3 separate regions of the Sus scrofa genome follow, and regions 2 and 3 are each linked to region 1. A link is a contact called in public Hi-C and HiChIP or PLAC-seq data. All regions are on one chromosome and are shown on one strand. The core of a region is the stretch at or near the end of the contact, and the rest is flanking DNA. Distances in the headings are between cores, read along the strand shown. Region 1 overlaps LOC102159645 (a long non-coding RNA gene). Region 2 has its middle 250 kb from the start of SLC30A5. Region 3 has its middle 340 kb from the start of SLC30A5.

Region 1 (2,983 bases), core at 289-2,788:
ATAACTTTCAAGCTCTACAGCTGCTATTAACCTCCTCCCCACCTCCACCCGACTTTAGGCTTCTCCTATGAATTCTACTGCCTTGGAGGCAGACTGTCCATTGCCATTAGCATCAAAAAGTCCCACAGAAACTTCCTTGCCTTCCCAGTGAAGTCCTAACTACCACCTCCATCCCTTTGTTTAGTTTGGTATATAAAACTTTTTTATCCTGTCTATTGAGTGAGTTATCTATCACTGAGTAATTCTGTGTGAGGGCATAAGTAAACCTCTTCTCTTCTTTTGTTAACCTATCTATTGTCAGTTAATTTGCAAGTCACCAGCCACTGGACTCAAGTTAGAAGAGGAAGAGGTTGCCTGCCTATGCAATAATTTCCCCCCTGCTGACTGCAATGCATTGCTCCCTGATGAAAGCAGCATTCACTGCCATGACTACAGGATTATTTACTCCTGTACATATGTGTGCATATAGGCATGTGTGTATTTACAGAGTTAGCAGCTCAGCAGGTTGTGACTAAACATCCTTAGGAATTTCCTTGGTGAGTCAAAGCTTATTAAAGTAGAAACACTTCCCAGAAGATCAGAAATCTATCTTCAAACCAAGCTCATTCCCCTGCTTGTTGCATCATCAAGCCAGGCAGCTTAAAATAAATCATCTATTAAAAGTGAACCAATTACCAAACTCACCTTCCAACACTTCCAACACCAGTTTTGGGAAATGGACTGGAAGGACTCCTTCGATGGTAACTTGACCTTGCTTTCGCTGATGACATCGTCTTGGAATGTTGGTAAACTTCCTTTGGCATATGCTTCAGTGAGGAGATAGTTGTCTAAATTAATGACATGCCTTAATGAGAGACAGTTGGGAGCTTTGGTATCTGGTGAACGGTGTTCAATTCCCAACTCAACCATTTTGTAGCTTTGTAAACTTGAACAACCTTTTACATGCTTGAGACTGCCTCAGTTTGCTTATTTGTAAGGTGTAGGGAAGAACTCTTAACCTGAAAGATTTGGGGAAAAGATAAAATGAGATAGTTGTATATACAAGTGCTTAATTTTCTTCCTAGCTTCTTTAAAGTGCTCTCAAGATCACTTGGAACAGGATTAGCACTCTGCAGCAACAATGACCTAGCTCTTTCCTACATTACAGCTTATGCCCTAATCCATGTACTTAACTTTCTTCACTTATTGTCCTGCTTCTTTTATTGCTGGAAAAACACCATATATGCTTTCTGTGGACAGAAAACTATTCAGTTTGTCCTATGAATATCAAGTCAAAAATTATAAAAAGCAGAATAGTTTCTTTTTGGTTATTTTCTAAATGATAATAATAATAACAGCAACAGCAATAGTAAAGCTTTCTGTTTAATTTTGTGAAGATTTTCTATATTTCCTTTCAGTTTAAATCTGGTAGACATAAGATGATATGGAGTCTGGGAACCCTTCTTTGTCCTTTTCTTGTGTGTGTAAATCTCATCATAGCTGGCTCTACGCGCCATGACCTGAGCCACCCTCAGTCTGGACTGACCGCATTGGGCAATAAGCCGTCCAAGATCTTTCTGGTCAGGGCTTGGCAGCAGGCATGAAGGAAGATGCCAACATTGTTGCCAAGTGGATGGCTCATATTTTCCATCTTTGTCTTTGTGAATGGCAGTCATGTGCTCCTCGTGGTGCCCAATTGTGCAACAGACGTCGAGGCGCTGAGCCAGAACAAGGGCCTAGGATGAGGTTAGGCCCTCCTGATGGGCATGGGCCTGGGGTGGGCTCACAGCCGTGTGTTCAGCTTGGATAATCAGCTATGGCAGATTAGATAAAATCAGAAACGGAGGCTGAGAGTGTCCCTAGAAATGGCAAGAATGGGGGTTAGAGTGAGGAACTTGGGCTGGTCAGCAAGTTGATCGTACAGGTGTGACATGGTCCTTAGATCAGGCTCAAATAAGGAAATTTCAGGAGTTGGATAAGGCCAAGACTCAGATTGAAGGCAATAACCAAGATCATTCCAGATACTTCCTCAGGGGTGTGTGGTGCTGATGAGAGCTTCCATTTACCTAAGTGTGGCTTAGAATTTCTCTTGGCAGCTCCACTATGGAGTAATCTACCTATTTTGTCAGAGACCCAGGTCATGGTGGACACTGAAAAGAGGATTCTGATTCCATTAGAACAAAAGTTGAATATTCTTTGGGCTAGGACCACTGAATCTTTCTAGGTCAGTAGTCCTGTCTTCTGAGCCGAAATCTGAGGCAAAGTCTAGGATTTTCTCTGCCCACTCACAAGGCAGGGAGAAAGGTCCCAACCCTGGGAAATCTAACCAGACTCTTGATGAGAAAAATCAGCGCTTTAGGAAAAGTGTTTTTCAGTTTTCTTCCTGTATCCATGTGAGGGTGGTATCTATGGTGATTTTATAGAATAATCCCTGGGCTAGATCAACTGTCAAGGAAATACATCTACTGCACTGAACACTTACCCTGTCTATAAGCCTTTCTATCTACAACATCCCATAGAGGATAAAAATTTTTGTTACCGATAAGTAGATATCACCATCACAGGTTGTCAACAGTAGTACAAATCCTTTAAGGTCCCTTCATTAACTTTCAGTCCCAGACCTGTGCTTTTTTCTTCACCTTTGGTTGGTCTCTTAACCTGGCTAAGAAAAGCCCTAGGGATCTGAGAGAACATGAATGATGAGGAGTCATCCCATGAGATCTTCAGCCCTCTGTTGACATGGTCCATATCTCTAAGGGCTTCCTACACCTTCCACAACTCCCACAACTCTCCTTCTAAGAATCCTGTAAGGAAAAGATCCCTGGTCTAGGCAGCAGATGAGATTCTTCCTGGCTGTAGAGATGTGGGGTCAGGAAACTTCGAAGTCCTCTTTGTAGCGATGTTCACACACTGAGTCAAAATGAGGATCATCCGAGTGCAGGAATCAGGGCGCAGATGTCCTGGAGGAATGCCATATCTGGTCAGGAGTCCCATCAGTGACCTG
Region 2 (2,983 bases), core at 342-2,841, 360 kb before region 1:
GTAGCAGTGATATTTATTTTCCTAGAATTCCTGGCTTTCTCTTTTTCCACATGCTTGTGAATCTGTGAGTGGGCTCTAACCGAAATAAATCTTTGCAGACAGAAAGCTCAAGACTGTCTGTAATTGATGAGAAGTAGGCAGCTATTAAATACTCCTTCAGGGATATCTGTAGGTCTCCATGTACCCTCTGCCCTACCATCCCTCCTATTCACTCCATGAAATCCCTCAGTCAGAGTTCACCCAAGGCCATGTTCATGGATGAAATCTGTGAGCTGATACACTTGCTAGTGTTAACACCTTAAAACTTTTACTTTATATCTCCATGAGATTGAATTTGGGGTTCCTTTCCTGAAGAAGGATTTTTTTACTTGAGTGGGAGCCCTGGGGCTGAGTTTGGGGAAGAAGTATCTGGTGAGGAAAAGGCAGAAGGAAGGAGGTAGGGGAATAAGGGATTCTACAGAAAACTGCCTTGGCTATATTGTCTAGGACTAGCCACCTACCTTCATCCCTCCTGCTGTCTTCTGCAGGATTGTCTTTGGAACTATTTCTTTAATATTTTAATGCAATCCTTTGATTTAATTCTGTTGGTCCACTTACTTCTCTGGGAAGTATGTGAAGAGGAGGTATGCTGGGGGAAGCATGAGGAAGAAAGGATCTTGTTAGTCCAATATACATTCTGAAAAATACTAGAACTGAGCTTACTGGTAGACCCAGGTCAGAATGTGGCTCGGGGGGCAGAATTGATGGAAGACATGATGACCTCACAGCATGGGGGATGTGCTTGAGAACTTCAGCTATCCCAGCTGCTTTTTTTTTTTTTAATTTTAAAAAAAATTTTATATTTTTAAAATATTCTTAACATAAGATTTACCATTTTTAATCATATGGCTCACTGGCATTAAGTACATTCACATTGTTGTTCAGTCATCACCACCATCCATCTCCAGAACCTTTTTCATCTTCCCTAACTGAAAATCCATACCCATTAAGCAATAATTCCCCATCCCTCCATTCTATCATCTGTCTCTGTGAATCTGACTACTCCAGGTACCTCATATGAGTGGAATTACTAACATTTTTGGTCCATTGTGACTGTCTTACTTCACTTAGTATACTGTCTTCAAGGTTTACCTGGGTTGCAGCCTCCAGCTGCTTTTGGAATTGCTTTGGAAGCAGGAATGAGCAAGGTGATCTCTATCTAGTGGACCTTGTGCTCTAGGCCTCAATTCAAGAAGGGGATGCCTGAGTGATCATTTCCCTCTCAAGGAGATTGGTGATGGCATTGTTAGCATTTTCAGGACACCTAGGGGAAAACAACAGCTGATCATTCTCTTTGTTCATTGCCTTCCTCCTCCCAGAGGGCATTAAAATCCAAAGCAGCCAACTATTCCCAATGAAAAGCCTTTGTTGGCTTGGCAGTGAGGCGGGAGACCTTTTGGTAGCCAGGACTCTGCTCCCATTTAGGAATTAGGTCACAACTAACCATGTTTGGTCCCAATTCATGTTTTGAAACAGCCCTCCGCTCCCTCCAGTGGCTTCTGCCCCCCATGCAGGATGTTGCTTCTGTGGTAGGCAGTAGAAAGCTTGTCACTTTCTGTGCTGGTCATGCTGACAGCCACGTGGGGCTATTGGCAGAGCTGGGCAGTGGCCGCCAGTCTCCTGGCCCATTGCCTTGGTCCCTGCTTGGAAGTCTTGTCATGTCTGATATGGCAGGGTCCGGTTTCTAGAGGAAAGTTTCCTCTGGGATTTGGATGAAACTGGGCTGTTCTGTCCTATCCCCAGAAAAATCTGAGCAAGCAGCAGTTGTAATTAATACTCAGTGAATCATACCCACTGGAGGGTTAACTCCTGTCAACCCAATGTTCTGAATGGGTGGAACACATGGTGTTGCCTGGGTGCTAGCCATGCTTGCTAATGAAGAATTCACTTCACTTCTTTTGGCCTTAAGGTTAGTCAAGGATAGAAGCCCAGGAATAAAGTAGTGCCCTAAGAGCTGCCTCCCACAGCTCTGGGCACTTTGCTTCCTCCTCCTCTAGGGGATTCATATCATTTCTAAGTTGCTTCTGTATATTTTTACTTCTGAATAAGAAAATTCTTTTTTAAAATTTTATTTTTTATGTTTTTAATATATTCTCCCCCCCCACATATTTTTTTTTTTACATTGAGGTATAGATGGTTTACAACGTTTTGAATGTACAGTGTAATGATTCAGTCATATATATATATATATATGTATGATTTCTCTCTCTCTCTGTATATATATCTTTTCCAGATATATCTGGAATCAGATATCTGGAAAAGAATCTTTTCCAGATTCTTTTCCATTGTAGATTATTACAAGATATTGAATATAGTTCCCTGTGCTATACAGTAGACCCTTGTAATTTATCTGTTTTATACATAGCAGTGTGTATCTGTTACTTTCAAATTCCAACTTTATCTACCACCTCCCTTCCCCTTTGGTAACCATAAGTTTGTTTTCTATATCCATGAGTCTATTTTTATTGTGTAAATAACTTCATTTGTATCTTTTTTTTTTAGATTCCACATGTATGTGATATCACATGATATTTGTCTTCTCTGTTTGACTGATCTCTTAGTATGATATTCCGTAGTCCAGAGTAAGATAACTCTTACATTTTGTTTTAAGTTGAAGTTGAGCACATGTAGAAAAGTACACAAATCATAAATAAGCAGGTTGATGGATTCTTCCAAAGTGTAGAATCCATGAAACACACAGATTGAGACGTAGAATATTTCTGGAGTTCTAGAACTCCCTCCCCCACATTCCTCTTTCCAAGGGAAACTATTAACCTGATTTTTAAGAGGCTGGATTAGTTTTATGTGCTTTTGATTGAGAATGTTGCTTGTTTTTGAGTCACCTGTGCATATACTTTAGTGTCTGGCTTTTTTGCTAACATTAGATCTATGAGGTTCATCTCCGCTATTATTTTAGTTGTAGTTCATTTGTTTCATTGCTGGA
Region 3 (2,983 bases), core at 144-2,643, 270 kb before region 1:
TGAGTTATTGAGTACATGTACAATAAACATGAGCTGTTATTATTATGTTAATATTAAAACACACAGCTGTTTAAACAGTAGCTTGCTAACAAGGAAGAAATACATCTTTTTGCAGGCAAACTCTGTGTAAGAGTTCACTGACCTGCAGTGGTTTACACAAAGGGTAGCAAATGCCGTGGATGTGATGTGGTATTCTTTTTTTTTTTTTTTTTTTTTTTTGTCTTTTTGCTATTTCTTTGGGCCGCTCCAGCGGCATATGGAGGTTCCCAGGCTAGGGGTCGAATTGGAGCTGTAGCCACTAGCCTACGCCAGAGCCACAGCAACGCGGGATCCGAGCTGCGTCTGCAACCTACACCACAGCTCATGGCAACGCCGGATCGTTAACCCACTGAGCAAGGGCAGGGACCGAACCCGCAACCTCATGGTTCCTAGTCGGATTCGTTAACCACTGTGCCACGACGGGAACTCCTGATGTGGTATTCTTTTATAATTACTGCAATGGCTTATGTGAAGACCATCTATATGCTAGTACAATAGTGACAAATTAGCTTACAACAAAGCATCATTAATATATATATAATTATATACATATAATTATATATTATAATAACGTAGTATAGAATACATAATATGTTGATAGCATAAATATATATCAGTATGTATAATATATATGTATATCATTGTCATCTCATTGCTTAAAAGACTGTTCACTCTGGGGTTAAGACTCTTTCTTTGAGTCAGGGTGGGCTGTGGTTAATCATAGTGTTCTTTATTGATTCTTTTGCACCTTAGGTGGTTTTCTTTTCTAGGTACCTGTGTATGGGAGTTAGAGGAAGTAGGATATGGTTAGTGACTTATTTTTAGATCTCATATAACTCAGCTTTGCCTCTGTTATTACAATTCCAGACACCATAGCTTCCTTGGTTACCCTTGCTTTGCAAGCTCCTTTTACACTTTGTGGTAAACCAATTGATCATTGAGGCTGAAGAAAATGAAGCATGCAGAGAGAACGGCTGAGAACTATGTTTCCTTCACTGACCTTAAAGTGGAGGAGTGACTCAGACCTGGGTGAGTCTTAAAATAGGGATGTTCTTCCCCCTGAAGCTGTAGGGATTAGTGCTGTGGGCCTGGGAGTTCCTGAAATGAGTGCCTCCCAGGGCACTTCCCCAGGGCACCGCGTGGGCCCCTGCACCTTCCTGGAGGAGGGTGGGACCCTTGGTTCCCATGGACCCCCTTCCTGCCACCTGCCATATTTGAGCTCCCCAGATCCTGGGGGAGGCAGAGAGAAGAAAGTGGGGTTCCCAGGCAACAGAGCACCACAGAGAAGCCCAAGGCAGGTCCGCATAGCCACAGGGGAATTGGCTGTAGCAAGGGAAAACCTCCTCTCTGTAGTTGCAGGCATGATGCCCAGTCACCCGTCACAAGCCCATCCAATCCTTTCAGAGGCAGATTCTGCCTGGGATGTTCTGTTACTTTCTCAAGAATATTGTTTGTAATTAAGAGCCTAAAATCATAAGTAAATTTTCCTCTCGTTTTCTCCTTACAGAGTGGAAAATCTTACAAAGTTCTTCTTCTTCTTCTTTTTTTTTTTTGTAAAAATATTTATGGACGTTTTGGGGCTATTTCTAAACCAGGTTGATATTAAAGACAATCCTTTCTGGGAGTGCTGACCAGTGGCCTATTCAAGTTTGAAGGAAGATAATCTGAAAAATGTACACTTTATAGGGAGAAGAAACCTGGAAAGCAGTAATGCCAAAGGGGAGCTGGGGTGATAGTGATCAGTTCCCGAACAGCCAGACAGCAATGAGAGAAGGCAGCACGAAAGGCCAGACCTATTCTGGGACGCATACCCTGAGTCACGGAGTAACAGAGGCCAGAGGTGACAGCTGGTCTCTTGGCTCCTCAGAGAGCAAGCATCTGGAATATCACTTTGATTTTATGAAGCTTAGTTTAGGGGCATAGAACCTTTGGGAATTGGAGAAGGGCAAGGAGAAGAAATCGTTGGAGGTATGGAGGACTCAGGGAATCTGATCAGAGGAAAGATTAAAGGAGCAAAGAATGGGTAGATAATGGGGGAATGGTAATAATCTACTAATTCCTGATGCCTCAGAAGGCAAGGATTGTTATAATAGGAGATGGTATAATTAGAAGACAAGATGGGAATTGAAAGGCTGAATAGCATAAGAAAATGCTCTGGCCAACTGTATTAGTTTACACAATAGGACCACCATTTCCCAAGAAAATTCAGTGTGTGTGTGTGTGTGTGTGTGTGTGTGTGCGCGTGCGTGTAAGGTCCCCATTGTTGAGATATTTGAAAGTAGATTTTCAGTACAATGGTACCATATAGGTCTCTGGATCGTAGACCATTGAAGCACAGTGATCCAATCTATAAAGCCTCAAGAATAGAGCCATACATGTATATTTTGTAGTTTCATTGCTTGGTCAAAGTGAATTAGACCTGTGGTCACCTGACCTCTAAACTTGGCAATAGGTGTCTGAATGTAGCTTCTAGAACTCAGAGCCTTAGTGAATGAACCTCAAAATGCTCCTCTAAAATGTAGGCTTTTTTCAGAAGATTTTGACTTGATACTTACAATTTCTTCTGTGATGAGAAAAGGAATTCAACCAAGGCCAAGATGTAGAGCTCTTAATCTCTCATGGAGGAAGCATGGTCCATCCATGGAGGATGCAGGGAGTACCAGAGAGTGAAGTAGAGGCAAGGACCCCGTTCTGGCAAAGAACCTATCAATAACTTTGACATATGAATTCTAGAGGATGCCATGACATGGGTGGTTTCTGTTACAGGACTGGAGATCTGGTTAATGTGGAAAAGTGTTTGAAAATCCATGGAAGGTGACACATTGCCTATACAAGCAGGGATTTTGATTTGGACTAAAATAAGCTGCCTTTTGTTAATTCCAATTTCAGAAACAGAAGTTTGCTGCTAGGTTTGGAGGACAGCTGGGAAAAGCCTCTGGACTTG

Evidence for each region. Hi-C and Micro-C count contacts between places; a contact is called where the count stands out from the background. HiChIP or PLAC-seq counts read pairs in DNA pulled down with a chosen protein or histone mark.
Region 2: a contact with region 1 is called in a Hi-C map of psoas muscle, with 2.4 times the contacts expected there. The contact joins two enhancer-like sites. A contact is called at or near these places in 2 of 47 Hi-C or Micro-C datasets (psoas muscle and skeletal muscle) and 1 of 2 datasets of contacts at active chromatin or transcription factors (skeletal muscle).
Region 3: an H3K27ac HiChIP or PLAC-seq map of skeletal muscle shows a contact between it and region 1. The contact joins two enhancer-like sites. A contact is called at or near these places in 2 of 47 Hi-C or Micro-C datasets (psoas muscle and skeletal muscle) and 1 of 2 datasets of contacts at active chromatin or transcription factors (skeletal muscle).

What each region holds. Positions count from the first base shown.
Region 1 is chr16:46,678,301-46,681,283 of Sscrofa11.1, reverse strand. It overlaps LOC102159645 (a long non-coding RNA gene), which reads left to right. Exons shown (of 5, transcript XR_002339503.1): 4 at 1-2,983. Among named protein-coding and RNA genes, the nearest start is that of PIK3R1, 250 kb to the right of the region's middle. Within about 2 kb of position 1,538, at least 7 of the 83 cell types and tissues checked have an H3K27ac peak or open chromatin away from gene starts, as enhancers often do. A contact at or near this core is called in skeletal muscle, where this site is marked.
Region 2 is chr16:47,035,544-47,038,526 of Sscrofa11.1, reverse strand. No RefSeq gene overlaps it. Among named protein-coding and RNA genes, the nearest start is that of SLC30A5, 250 kb to the left of the region's middle. Within about 2 kb of position 1,591, at least 9 of the 83 cell types and tissues checked have an H3K27ac peak or open chromatin away from gene starts, as enhancers often do. A contact at or near this core is called in skeletal muscle, where this site is marked.
Region 3 is chr16:46,946,046-46,949,028 of Sscrofa11.1, reverse strand. No RefSeq gene overlaps it. Among named protein-coding and RNA genes, the nearest start is that of SLC30A5, 340 kb to the left of the region's middle. Within about 2 kb of position 1,393, at least 8 of the 83 cell types and tissues checked have an H3K27ac peak or open chromatin away from gene starts, as enhancers often do. A contact at or near this core is called in skeletal muscle, where this site is marked.